Regions from separate parts of the Danio rerio genome. Here region 1 is linked to region 2. Evidence: chromatin contacts called from public Hi-C data. All regions are on one chromosome and are shown on one strand. The core of a region is the stretch at or near the end of the contact, and the rest is flanking DNA. Distances in the headings are between cores, read along the strand shown. Region 1 overlaps LOC141376431 (a long non-coding RNA gene). Region 2 holds the start of hhla2a.2 (HERV-H LTR-associating 2a, tandem duplicate 2).

The links. Hi-C and Micro-C count contacts between places; a contact is called where the count stands out from the background.
Region 1: a Hi-C map of embryo shows a contact between it and region 2, with 2.1 times the contacts expected there. The contact joins the enhancer-like site here to the promoter of hhla2a.2 in region 2. A contact is called at or near these places in 7 of 18 Hi-C or Micro-C datasets (caudal fin, embryo, fibroblasts and 2 more).

Annotation. Positions count from the first base shown.
Region 1 is chr10:40,555,397-40,561,378 of GRCz12tu, reverse strand. All of the region lies in intron 3 of LOC141376431 (a long non-coding RNA gene), which reads left to right. Among named protein-coding and RNA genes, the nearest start is that of zdhhc20a, 13 kb to the left of the region's middle. Within about 2 kb of position 2,453, at least 24 of the 62 cell types and tissues checked have an H3K27ac peak or open chromatin away from gene starts, as enhancers often do.
Region 2 is chr10:40,461,659-40,467,391 of GRCz12tu, reverse strand. hhla2a.2 (HERV-H LTR-associating 2a, tandem duplicate 2) reads right to left here and starts at 4,227. Exons shown (of 5, transcript NR_137296.1): 1 at 4,167-4,227; 2 at 1,795-2,121; 3 at 1,595-1,702.

The DNA of each region.
Region 1 (5,982 bases), core at 1,204-3,703, 96 kb before region 2:
TTTATAGTAGGTTATTTATTAAGTATCTGTACTGTATAAGACATGGGCCCGTGGGTTAGAACATTTCTGCAGTGGTTTAAATGTGTCAAATTATAAAAGTAGACTTTTCTAAAATAAAAAATAAACAACATCCTACTTAATAATAATAATAATATTAATAATAATAATAATAATAATAATAATCATCATCATCATCATCTTCATCAATATTATTATTAAAGTATGATTTTTTTCATTTCCTAATAAATAATACATTTCATGTCTTAATAAATAGCCTCATTATTTATTTATTTCTATGATTTATATATGAGATTGGAATAGGTGTTAGCTTTTGTAAGTAATTTTAGGTTTTAGAATAGAATATTCATGTTCTCAATCATATTTGTAAAGGAAACACAGACCCTATATATGCCATTTACATATAATTCAATTAATATGGTAAGCCAGTGCATGTTTTTACCAAAACTAATATTGGATTTTTTTTATGTGTGTGTGCGTAAAACAATATAATTTGTACAAACAAATTATGGGGTTCCTCTATAAAGAAGTTGTTACTCCACCCTGTTTGGAGCACCATTATGGGCACTTTACAGTCAAACTAACGTGGTTCGAATGATGGATCTGCGACAGAAGCTTCGGGTTTTGGGGAACACTCGTCACTTATGTTCTTTTCCTAAATGATGCATCGTACTATGATAGTTCAGTCGGGAGTTACATTGTTGTTTGGGAAATGCACCCCTGAATAGCAAACTAGAGAGTGATGCTGAGTTCAGACCACATGAGTTTTAAAGTAGTCGCGTCACAGATGTTTTCACACTGCATGAGTATCTGGGGTTGCAGTCTGTCAGTGCTGTGTTTTTACTGTAGGATGGATCGGCGTCAACAGGTTTCACACTGCATGACTTTACAATAGAAAGAATCGCTGACAACTTTGTTTCAGTCCGCAAACTACATCTCACAACCAAACACATGTGAGAAGTTAAACGGAAACATCGTGAGGTCACATATCATATCTTTTTTTATTAACTACATAATGAGAAAGAAGCCTTTAGTGGGGTTGAAAATTCACTTATTTTGCTGGGTTTTGAAGGGAATTAGCAATTTCTCTCCAAGTTTTTTCTTTTTCAACCCAGTTGTGATATTACTAAGATGACACATCTAACAGACACGAGTGAACACAAATTTCCATTAGTTTTTCCTCCATTTCTTGTGTCCAAATAGACCGAAAAGAACCCCTTTTAACTTCTGCGCCAACCTACCGTTGGCATGTAGGTACTCATACTAGTGGATGCTGCTCTCTGATTGGCTGTAGGTAACTGCTGATGTTATTTTCAATCAGAACACATTTCACACGGCAGGATTTGTGAAATGCCAACAACTCCAGATATTTAGCATGCCGAATATCTCATGGGCGTCAGCGACTCATCTGCGATTCTCTCAGATCGCGTCTTTGATGTGTGACTGTTACTCACGTGAACAAGCATCGAATTGCCTGTGAGTTCAGGAATTTGTATGCGATTTTTCAATCTGTCGGTGAGTCAAAATTGGTGCTAAAATCAAGCAGCCTGAACCCAGCATAAGCAAGAATAGTCCAAAAGTAGAGTGGATGTGCATTAGAAGCGAGATGGGTGTGGTGTGTAATCTCTCAAGTAAATGAAAACAGAGAAAGAGTGTTACTGTGGGAGATCATGAAACAGCAAAGGCACTGATGCAGAGATGAAGATGTGTGTGCGATTAGTTTCATGATGATAGGAGCACTCCTAATGTCTGAAAATGACTGAAATCCTCAAGTCAACAAATCCCCAGAGGAATGCATGTGACAATGGAGCAAAAGGAGGGGCGATAAACACATAATGTAAAGCATGTACTAATGTCCTTTGGGAATCGTGTGTGTGTGTGTGTGTGTGTGGGAGAGAGAGATTGTGGGTGGTTGAGTGGGAGGGGCAGAAGGAGAGAAGGAAGGTTGTTGGAGAAAGACAACAAGGGATTGAGAAAGTGGGATAAATAATGGGGAACTGTTTAAGCTTTGACAGCAGTCACAGATTGATTCATTAGAAAATTTCAACACCCTTTCAATATGTCCTCCCTCTGATGTAGGTAAATTCAATACACAGGCGTGGAGTGGTAACATATTTCGATCAGATTGATATTTTGAGCAGCTTGTTTTGTAAATCTATCACAGCAGGGATGCAGTGCACAAAGCCAGTTGCTCCCAATGTTGTGCTTTGTCCCATATGCAGCACTGATGCTGATAGAAAGAGAACAGTCACAAATAGGAAGGGTAAATCTGGATGACTAACCGGGATGGGAGAGATGGGAACACTTATTTGGATGAAAAGAGGGAGTGGACTAGGAGAAAGCGAAAGAGAGAAAGAAGGAAAGAGGGTAGGATGATGACAGCCCCTGGCTCCGCTCCATTGCTGACGAAAGCTGCTAAGACCCTCAGTTGCCATGGCGACCGGCTGGAGCAGCCAGAGGAGAGGAGCAGAGAGAGAGGGAGAGGGAGGGCGGAGGCTTGGGAGGGAGGAACAGAAGCAGAGAGAGAAAGAGGGAGCGCTTAAAAAAAAGAGCAATAGACAGAGGGAGGGAACGAGAGTGGAAACGGAGATAGATGCACATTTCTAGCACAGAAAAATAAAAGGGAAGAGGTAATTTATTTATTTATTCTGATTAGAGTCGTGTTTCATTCATCTGAGCGCGCGGTTTTAGATAGAGAAGGTGTAAGAGTAGACAGAGACGTCGAGACCAAGGTGAAGATACGCTGCAGTGGAGCTGGAATATGGATGCACAGTCGGAGAGCTGTGAACCACCGCCATGTGACCCTCAGCCTCCAGGTAAAATCAGAAAAGCCTTAAAACTGTTCGGCAAGAGGAAGCCTGGAAGCAGTGTCGCTAGCATCTTCTCCATGCGAGGGAAAGGAGATGGAGGCCCTAAATCACCACCGTCAAGGAGCAAAACCCAGGATGGATTAAATGAGCCGACGGCCCCTGAAGCAGTGGCAGAGCAGGTGGATCTTGACCAGGAGGACGAGAGTCAACAGGAGGATGCTCCAATGGAGGAGTTCATCAGCGGGGACATGAATTCACAAACAACCCCCACGAGGCAGTCCATCTCCTCCCTTACCTCTGCTAAATCTCTGAGTTTCCTTAATATGCTACGCAAAGGTCGGAGGGGAATGACAGGAGAACGGCAGGCTCAGACTGAGTCTCAAAGGCCCGGGCGGCAACGGAAGGGTCTGAAGGGATTATTTGGAACCGTACGCTGGCGTGGAAAGGAGAAAGAGGATGAAGAGGAGGTTCAACCAGGACCTCCCCTTCTTGCTTCCCGTTCCAACAGTGTTGAGATTATAAAAGAGAGTCTCACATTGACACCAGGGCCTCCGCCTCGCTCTGTAGAGGAGACAGAGGAGAAACATCAGCTCTCTACACCACAAGAGGGCCCAACATCATCTGAGGACTCTGCAAAGGTGAGCGGGACAACCAAAGCCCCAACAAATGAACGCTTGAGCACACTGCTTGGAGATATCTCATCAATTTTGAGCTTCGATTCACTGACACCATGTGGAGATATTGTAGCAGATGTTGAGGCAGAATGGGCCAAAGCTAGCAATCGAATGGAGGGAGCACCTAGCACACTAAAAGTGGATAGTTCTGAGAAGACGTCATCTTCTGCAACTTCTACCAGATCAAAACCTAGCCCTTCTCCAACATCTACTCTCAGCCCAACAATCTCCTCCAAACCTTCTCCTACATCAGCAGCCAAACCCACCCCTTCACCTTCAACAACCAAACCTATCCCTAGCCCTTTGACAAAACCTGCAGGTACCTCAGCCTCCTCTTCGGTGACCCAGATGTCACCGTCTATGCCTACTGGCCCTATTCTCTCAACCCCAACATCCAGCCCTCTCTCCAAACCCACACCTGTGCCATCAACTATGCCCATAACCAAACCTACCCCAACCCTTCAAGCTACAACAACTCCTCAGATTATTAAACCTACCCCAACCCCTGCATCTGCCTCCATTTCACAGCCTATACCAAGCCCTAAATCCAAACCTATAACTTCCCCAGCTCAACCAGCCCCATCTCCTAAATCTAGCCCTGAAATTAAACCTTACACAATATCTAGTGACATAACTGCCCCCAAAACTGAACCTACACCCATTTCTACATCCATCTTCATACCTACATCTGAAACCTCCCCACCACCAATCATTCCTACCCCTGAAACTGCTGCTGTTACCAAAACTGAACCTACCCAGACCCCTGCGGCTAAACCTACCCAAGCCCCAACCCCTGCATCAAAATCAACTCCAAGCATTACCCATGAATCCAAACAAGCTACCTCTGCAACCAAATACACCCCTTTTCCACCACCATTTGGAAAACCAGCACCAGCCCCAGCACCAACACCAAGACCAAAATATGTGACGACATTTGGATTATCGACAAGCCGTAACACTGCTCCTATAGCCAAGGCTGAGACAAAACAACCAACAGTGCAGACTCCAAAATCTTGCACCCAAACTAGCACAACATCTGTAAGGAAAGTCTCCATTTCTGAATCAACGGTTCCTGTTGCTAAACCTCCATCCACTCTTGCCTCATCACAATCTGTAACCATGTCTGCACTTAGTACCATGAAATCACCCACAGGTGCCTCCGCACCACACATTCCTGTCTTGAAGTCGCCTTCGGGTACTACCCCATCCTTCATTTCTTCGAAAAGAGAAGATGACGGCAGCATGGATTTGAGGGAGGCAGTGAAAAGGGGTCCTGCAGTGAAGCCCACAACTCTGAGTAAGATCCCTGTTAGCGGTGGAGGCAGACCTAAAGTGCATCATCGAGATTCCCAGCCCAATGGAGATGAGGACCACTCGAATCTACCAACACCAGTGCATGAAGAGGACAGCCCATTTACTCTCTCACGTGAAAGCAGCAGCAAAGAGGCCCTCAGCGATGTCTCCACAGAATCAGGGGCTGTCACTCCAACTCTCTCCCACAGCCAAGAGGATATTATGGATGGCAAACTTGGTCCAGCACGTTCTGGTGCCACAAGCTCATCCCGGGAGTCTAAGATCCCAGTCAAACACGGATCTACTGCAACCTACCATTCTGTGCAGGGGAGGGGAGAAGCACGTTCCAAGATACCTGTCTCCAAAATGCCCGTTCGTAAGACCAGCAATAAGCCTGCACCAGCAGCTACAGCTGCCATCCCCCGAAAATAACTGATAGTCAAATTCTATGACAAAACCTTGACACATTCCACTGGCGGCTTTCTTCAAGATCTACTTTTTAATATCCAATCAGGCATCACTGTGCCTGGTTTGAGCCTTTTTGCAGGAACAACTGGATTGTTTTTATTATTTAAACCAACTTACACACTGGGTGTCAATCACACCAGTGTTTTTTTTCTGTCTTCATATCACTCTTGAACAATCTGACGCTGTGGATTCAATTCTGTGTGCCCAGGCGCACACACACACACACACACAAAGACCCTGTCTAAATGATCCCCATGGCAACCAAACATGGAAATTAAATGGCAGGCACTAAAGCACAAGAGCCCTCACCTGGAATCCTGAGCCATGTAGACCTTCTCTGAAGATACAAGAAATGTATCCGTCCATTATCTCCGGCACTGTAGTGCTTTATAATGGTCTTTTGTGGTAATTAAAAGCCTCAGAGAAGAAGCAAGCAATCCATCATCGAGTCTTCTGGTTTTCACCCAGGTCTAAAAACACCACAGGGGCCAAGTATCATCACAAGGTGCTTTTTTCTTATCTTCCCAGCCTGCCACACAGAAAAAAAAAAGGTTTTGTTACAGAGCAATGGAGGAATCTTTGTAGCCTTGGCCTTCTTTTTGTAGATTCTTTTTTTTGTCCGTTTTCCAACGTTTTTTTCCTTTTCAAGTGAACTTTGTGGATCAATGTTAGTCTTCTTGGAGCTCCCACGTGTTGTATGCAAACAAACAGAATATCTT
Region 2 (5,733 bases), core at 2,978-5,477:
TGAGCCTGCATAATAGGTCCTTGAAGGAAGAAAAACTCAGCGTTTTCTCAGTGTAAGATTCAAACTACAGCTGAACAAATCATTATAAATCAGGTAAGTGACATTCTGAGTCAATCTCTGTTTTTTGTATTTTGTAGTGCTGTATTTATAATTATAAAAACTGGTAGTGTTTGCTTTCCTTTGGCTTTTTCGGGGTTAATTATTGGGATATCCCGATTGCAACAGAGAAATACTGGGAAATCTCTATAGATTGATGGCATTTCATGCCGTTCAGCCTTATAATCTTAAAATGTCAGCAAAAATCACCTGTTTTGTCATCACATTAGACATTACACTAGAGAATCATTCAAATACTAGCTCAAAAGTGACGTTAGTAAACTGGCAACGGTTTCTGCTGCTCTAATGGTCAGCTGCAGATGTGAAGGAATGGCGGAAGAAAGTAGCTCCTCGTACAAAAGGGTTTTTGAGACTCTCCATGTTGGATTTTCTTTTTTATACACACAATTATGCTGATGAACTGTTGTATAAAGGCAATATAACACTCGTAGCAGGGGTATGTGGCTGTATATCGGCACTGGTGGGGGGCACTCAGGCACTCGGCCTGTGGCCTCAAGTCAACACACGCCTCCCACCAGTGCCGATATACAGGCACATAACACTGCTACGAGTGTGATATTGCTCATATATGTGTATGTAAATGGGAATTACTATACTAACCTACATATTTTATTATATTTTAAAATATCTAATATTTTTAACCTATAATACATTACATTTAAGCTAATATTCACAGTTAATGGCAAAATGATTAGCCCTGTGAAATTTAAATTCTGTTTTGATTACTTCCAATTGATGTTTAACAGAGCAAAAACATTTTCTCAGTGTTTTCTATAACATATTTCTTCTGGAGACGGTCTTACTACTTTTAGTTTGGTTGGAATGAAAAAACAGTTAAGATTAATATTATTGGCCCCTTTTTGAAATGCTTGTTTTGATTGGCTACAAAGCAAACCACTGTTGTCCAATAACTTACTTTAATTCTTAAATTGCACTTTAAACTGCATACTAAAAGCTTGCAAAATAACTAGTATGTTATTATATATAGAACACCCCTCACAAAACTATATTTTAAATTTATATTGTTAATAGGAAGCTATCCAATACTATATTTGTGCATATACATTTGATTAATCAGTACTGAAGCCAGTTCTGGAGCTAATCGAACAAAACAACTTATGATAACGCTCCAAAAACTAGTACACCCAAATTCATTTAGTTTGAAAAATGTTTGCAGACCAAAATATTACTTGAATAAATATATCTGTTTAATAAATCTGTTTTGTTTAAATGCACAAAATACACTGACTATATTCAACGAGAAATGGATAAAAATATTAGTTTTCAAAATGGGTTGTACTCAATTATGTGAGCACTGTATATGACATAATATATTATGTACTGTCATCATAAAAAAGACAAAATAAATGTGTTATTATAAATTAGTTATTAGCAATTCTGTTAAAACTTAAATATTTATAATTTTGTCAAAAATGTTGACTACAACTGAATATACCCATAATTGAACTTTATTTACCTCTCAGTCTAAAACACCGAGACAGGGCTACAGATATAGTGATCAGAAATATGAAGACAGATGCAGCAGTTCCCCACCAGGACCTCCTGCAGTCATACTCGTCATCATCTGGACAAAAATACAGCAAAATATTTTGACATTTTAGTCCTCAAAATAAATTATACTGCTCTAATCCTTCACACACACAAAGAAAATCTTACCGGTGATGCGGACGGTAATGTTGACGTGGGTTTGGACTTGATGCCTAATCTGGAAACCATAGAAAGTGCAGATGTAGGAGCCGCTGTGTGTTAAACTATCCAAGTTCAGCAGATGAAGGGAGCCGTTGCCCAAATGTGCCTGATCAATGTCCACTTCAGCTCTGCCGTCCCACAGGTTCAGTAGGCGACGACTCCGGCTGTCGAAACTGAAGATTACGATGGATTCGCTGGATCTGCTGAAGCTCCAGGTGAGGGTGAAATTGTGGCGAGGTTGAGGAACGCTGCAGGGAACCAAGAGACCAGAGCCCTCCTCTGCAAATATCTCATCTAGGAGATTTAGATGATTTATAGATTGCTGTGATTTTCACATTTATTGACATTTGTATGGCAAGCCATCTTAGCATTTAATCAATATCTAAATTATAAAATGATTTATATATAGTGTATAATTAGATACTATATTAGATGCTAGTATTTATTATTTATAAAATAATAAAATGAGACTGAATTTTTTAATTTTTGTGGAGTTTTTGCAAGATTTGCTGCAGATTTTGTTGCATTTATTTTATTGTCGTCTGCTATTCAAAACTAGCTTAGTGTACATTGTTTCAATTGAGCCTATTGTTATAAAATAAGTCGAGAGCAGGGGTGTCAAACTCATTCCTGGAGGGCTGAAGCCCTGCACAGTTTAGTTCCAACCCTGCTCCAACACACTTACCTGTAGGTTTCAAACAAGCCTGATGGACTCAATTAGTTTCATCAGGTGTGTTTAATTAGGGTTGGAACTAAACTGCAGAGCTGCGGCCCTTTTGGAACTGAGTTTGACACCTGTGTCTAGAGCACTATCTTTTGTTAAAAACTAAGCCTAGAGAGCCAACTGCTGTTCAAAACTAGCCCAGACCACCTTCTGCTGTTCAAAACTAGCCCAGAGCACCTTCTGCTCTTCAAAACTAGCCTGGAGCATCTTCTGCTGTTCAAAACTAGCCTAGAGCACCTTTTGCTCTTCAAAACTAGCCTAGAGCACCTTCTGCTGTTCAAAACTAGCCTAGTGCGCTATCTGCTGTTCAAAACTTTTTTGCAAGTTTTTGCAAGATTTGCTGCAGATTTAGTAGCATTTATTTTATTGTTGTCTGCTATTCAAAATTAGTTTAGTGTACAGTGTTTTAATTGAGCATAATGTTATAAAATAAGCCTAGAGCACCATCTGTTGTTAAAAACTAAGCTTAGAGTGAAATCCGCAGTTCAAAACTAGCATAGAGCGCTGTCTGCTGTTCAAAACTAGCCTTGAGTGACATCTGCTGTTCAAAACTAGCCTAGAGCGACATCCGCTGCTTTTCAAAACTAGCCGAGAGCGACATCCGCTGCTTTTCAAAACTAGCCTTGAGCGACATCTGCTGTTCAAACTAGTCTAGAGCACAATCTCCTGTAAAAAAAAACTAGTCTAGAGCACCGTCTGCTGTTAAAAACTAGCCTAGAGCACCATCTGCTGTTCAAAAATAGCCTAGAGCACCATCTGCTGTTCAAAACTAGCATAGTCCGCCAACTGCTGTTTAAAACTAGCCTAGAGTGCCATCTGCTGTAAAAACAAGCCCAAAGTGCCATCTGCTGTTGTTTAAAACTAGTCTAGTTCACCTTCTGCTGTTCAAAACTAGCCTACTGCGCCATCTGCTGTTCAAAACAACCCTTGAGTGACATCTGCTGTTCAAAACTACCCTTGAGTGACATCTACTGTTCAAAACTAGCCTAGTGCGCCATCTGCTGTCATAAACTAGCCTAGTGCACCATCTGCTGTTGTTCAAAACTAGCATAGAGCGCTGTCTGCTGTTCAAAACTAGCCTTGAGTGACATCTGCTGTTCAAAACTAGCCTAGAGCGACATTCGCTGCTTTTCAAAACTAGCCTAGAGCGACATCTGCTGTTCAAACTAGTCTAGAGCACAATCTCCTGTAAAAAAACTAGTCTAGAGCACCTTCTGCTGTTAAAAACTAGCCTAGAGCGCCATCTGCTGTTCAAAAATAGCCTAGAGCACCATCTGCTGTTCAAAACTAGCATAGTCTGCCAACTGCTGTTTAAAACTAGCCTAGAGTGCCATCTGCTGTTGTTTAAAACTAGTCTATTTCACCTTCTGCTGTTCAAAACTAGCCTAGTGCGCCATCTGCTGTTCAAAACTACCCTTGAGTGACATCTGCTGTTCAAAACTAGCCTAGTGCGCCATCTGCTGTCATAAACTAGCCTAGTGCACCATCTGCTGTTGTTCAAAACTAGCCTAGAGCATCCTCTGCTGTTTAAAGCTAGCCTAGAGCTGTTCAAATTAAGCTCAGAAGAGTATTAACCACTAAAATTTGAACAGACACAGTGTGTAGTAGTGTTTACCTTGCTGATGCAGTGAAGCCGTCCACACCTGCAGTCTGTCCGCTGACTCCACCGAGCAGAAGTAGACATACTCAGAGACGTTCCCAATCACGCTGATGGAGCTCTCCACGCTAAACAGGCCCTTGGAGTCTGAAGTTTTGCGGGTGTAGTTCTGGAAGTTTCTGGTGTCAGTGGGGGGATCAGTGGCCCACGTGAGCTCAGGAGCAGGATAGATGTTCTGGGACAGACAGGTGAGCCTTTCCTCCACCAGCTCCAGCTTCACTGACTGGATCAAAGCTGCATGTAACAGATGAAACAGGTTTTTAAATACTCTGTTTTAATGCCATCAGCTTCATGAAGTATAAAGACAGGTATCATGCCATTAAATAAAAAAAAAAAGTAAAATAGCTGTAAAATATGTATTTATTCTATGCAATTGGTAACATTTTTCAATGTTTCAATGTCTTAAATAAAATAAATATATGAAAAATATACAAACAAAAGTTTTATTTATAGTAAATTAATATTTTTTCTCAGTCAATCTTTAGTGATTTTCAGTTTAGTTATTTTTATTTCTGACCAAAATAATAAAAAAATTAATTAAAACCAGTAAACCTGGGTAAAAATGTGTACAAATGAAGTGACGAAAATGTCATAAGTCACGTTTTTTTAATGTGTGAAAAATATTTATCTATCATTTAATATTGTTCAAACAAAGTGCTTAAAACCAGTAAACAAAGCAACAAAAAGGAACATAAAATATATTATAAAAGTAGAAAAAATAATGCAATAAATACAATTCAATTTTAATTTATTCAAAGGATAAATCCTTGAGATGCATTTTCAAGGGGGTCCCACAAAGATATGACAAAAGCAAACTAAACAAAATAATACAATTACAAACACTTACTGAAGTAAAGTCTTACAAATTATTTGTGATTAATTGATTGTATTTATTTATTTGACCAAAGTTTATTGGTAAGAACTTTTGATTTAGTCCGTAATTTGTCTTATATTATTCATATTTTTTTACAGAGCCTCTAGCGCCCTCTTGTGGCCCCTTCATAACACACTAACTGACAAAAGTCTTGTCGCCTATCCAAGTTTTAGCAATAACAATTAATAACTTGACTTCTAGTTGATCATTTGGTATCAGAAGTAGCTTACATGAAGGGCAAAGGCCTCTAGATTAGACAGTATGGAATATAAAGTCATGGTGCAGTGGGAAAAAAATGATTATTGTGTCTGACTCCCATGAGCTTGGAGGACTACATCCATTCATCTCTGCAATGACTCAAATAACTCATTAATAAAGTCTTCTGGAATGGTAAAGAAAGCGTTCTTGCAGGACTCCCAGAGTTCATCAAGATTCTTTGGATTTATCTTTAATGCCTCCTCCATCTTACCCCAGACATGCTCAATAATGTTCATGTCTGGTGACTGGGCTGGCCAATCCTGGAGCACCTTGACCTTTTTGCTTTTAGGAATTTTGATGTGGATGCTGAAGTATGAGAAGGAGCGCTATCCTGCTGAAGAATTTGCCCTCTCCTGTGGTTTGTAATGTAATGGGCAGCACAAATGTCCTGAT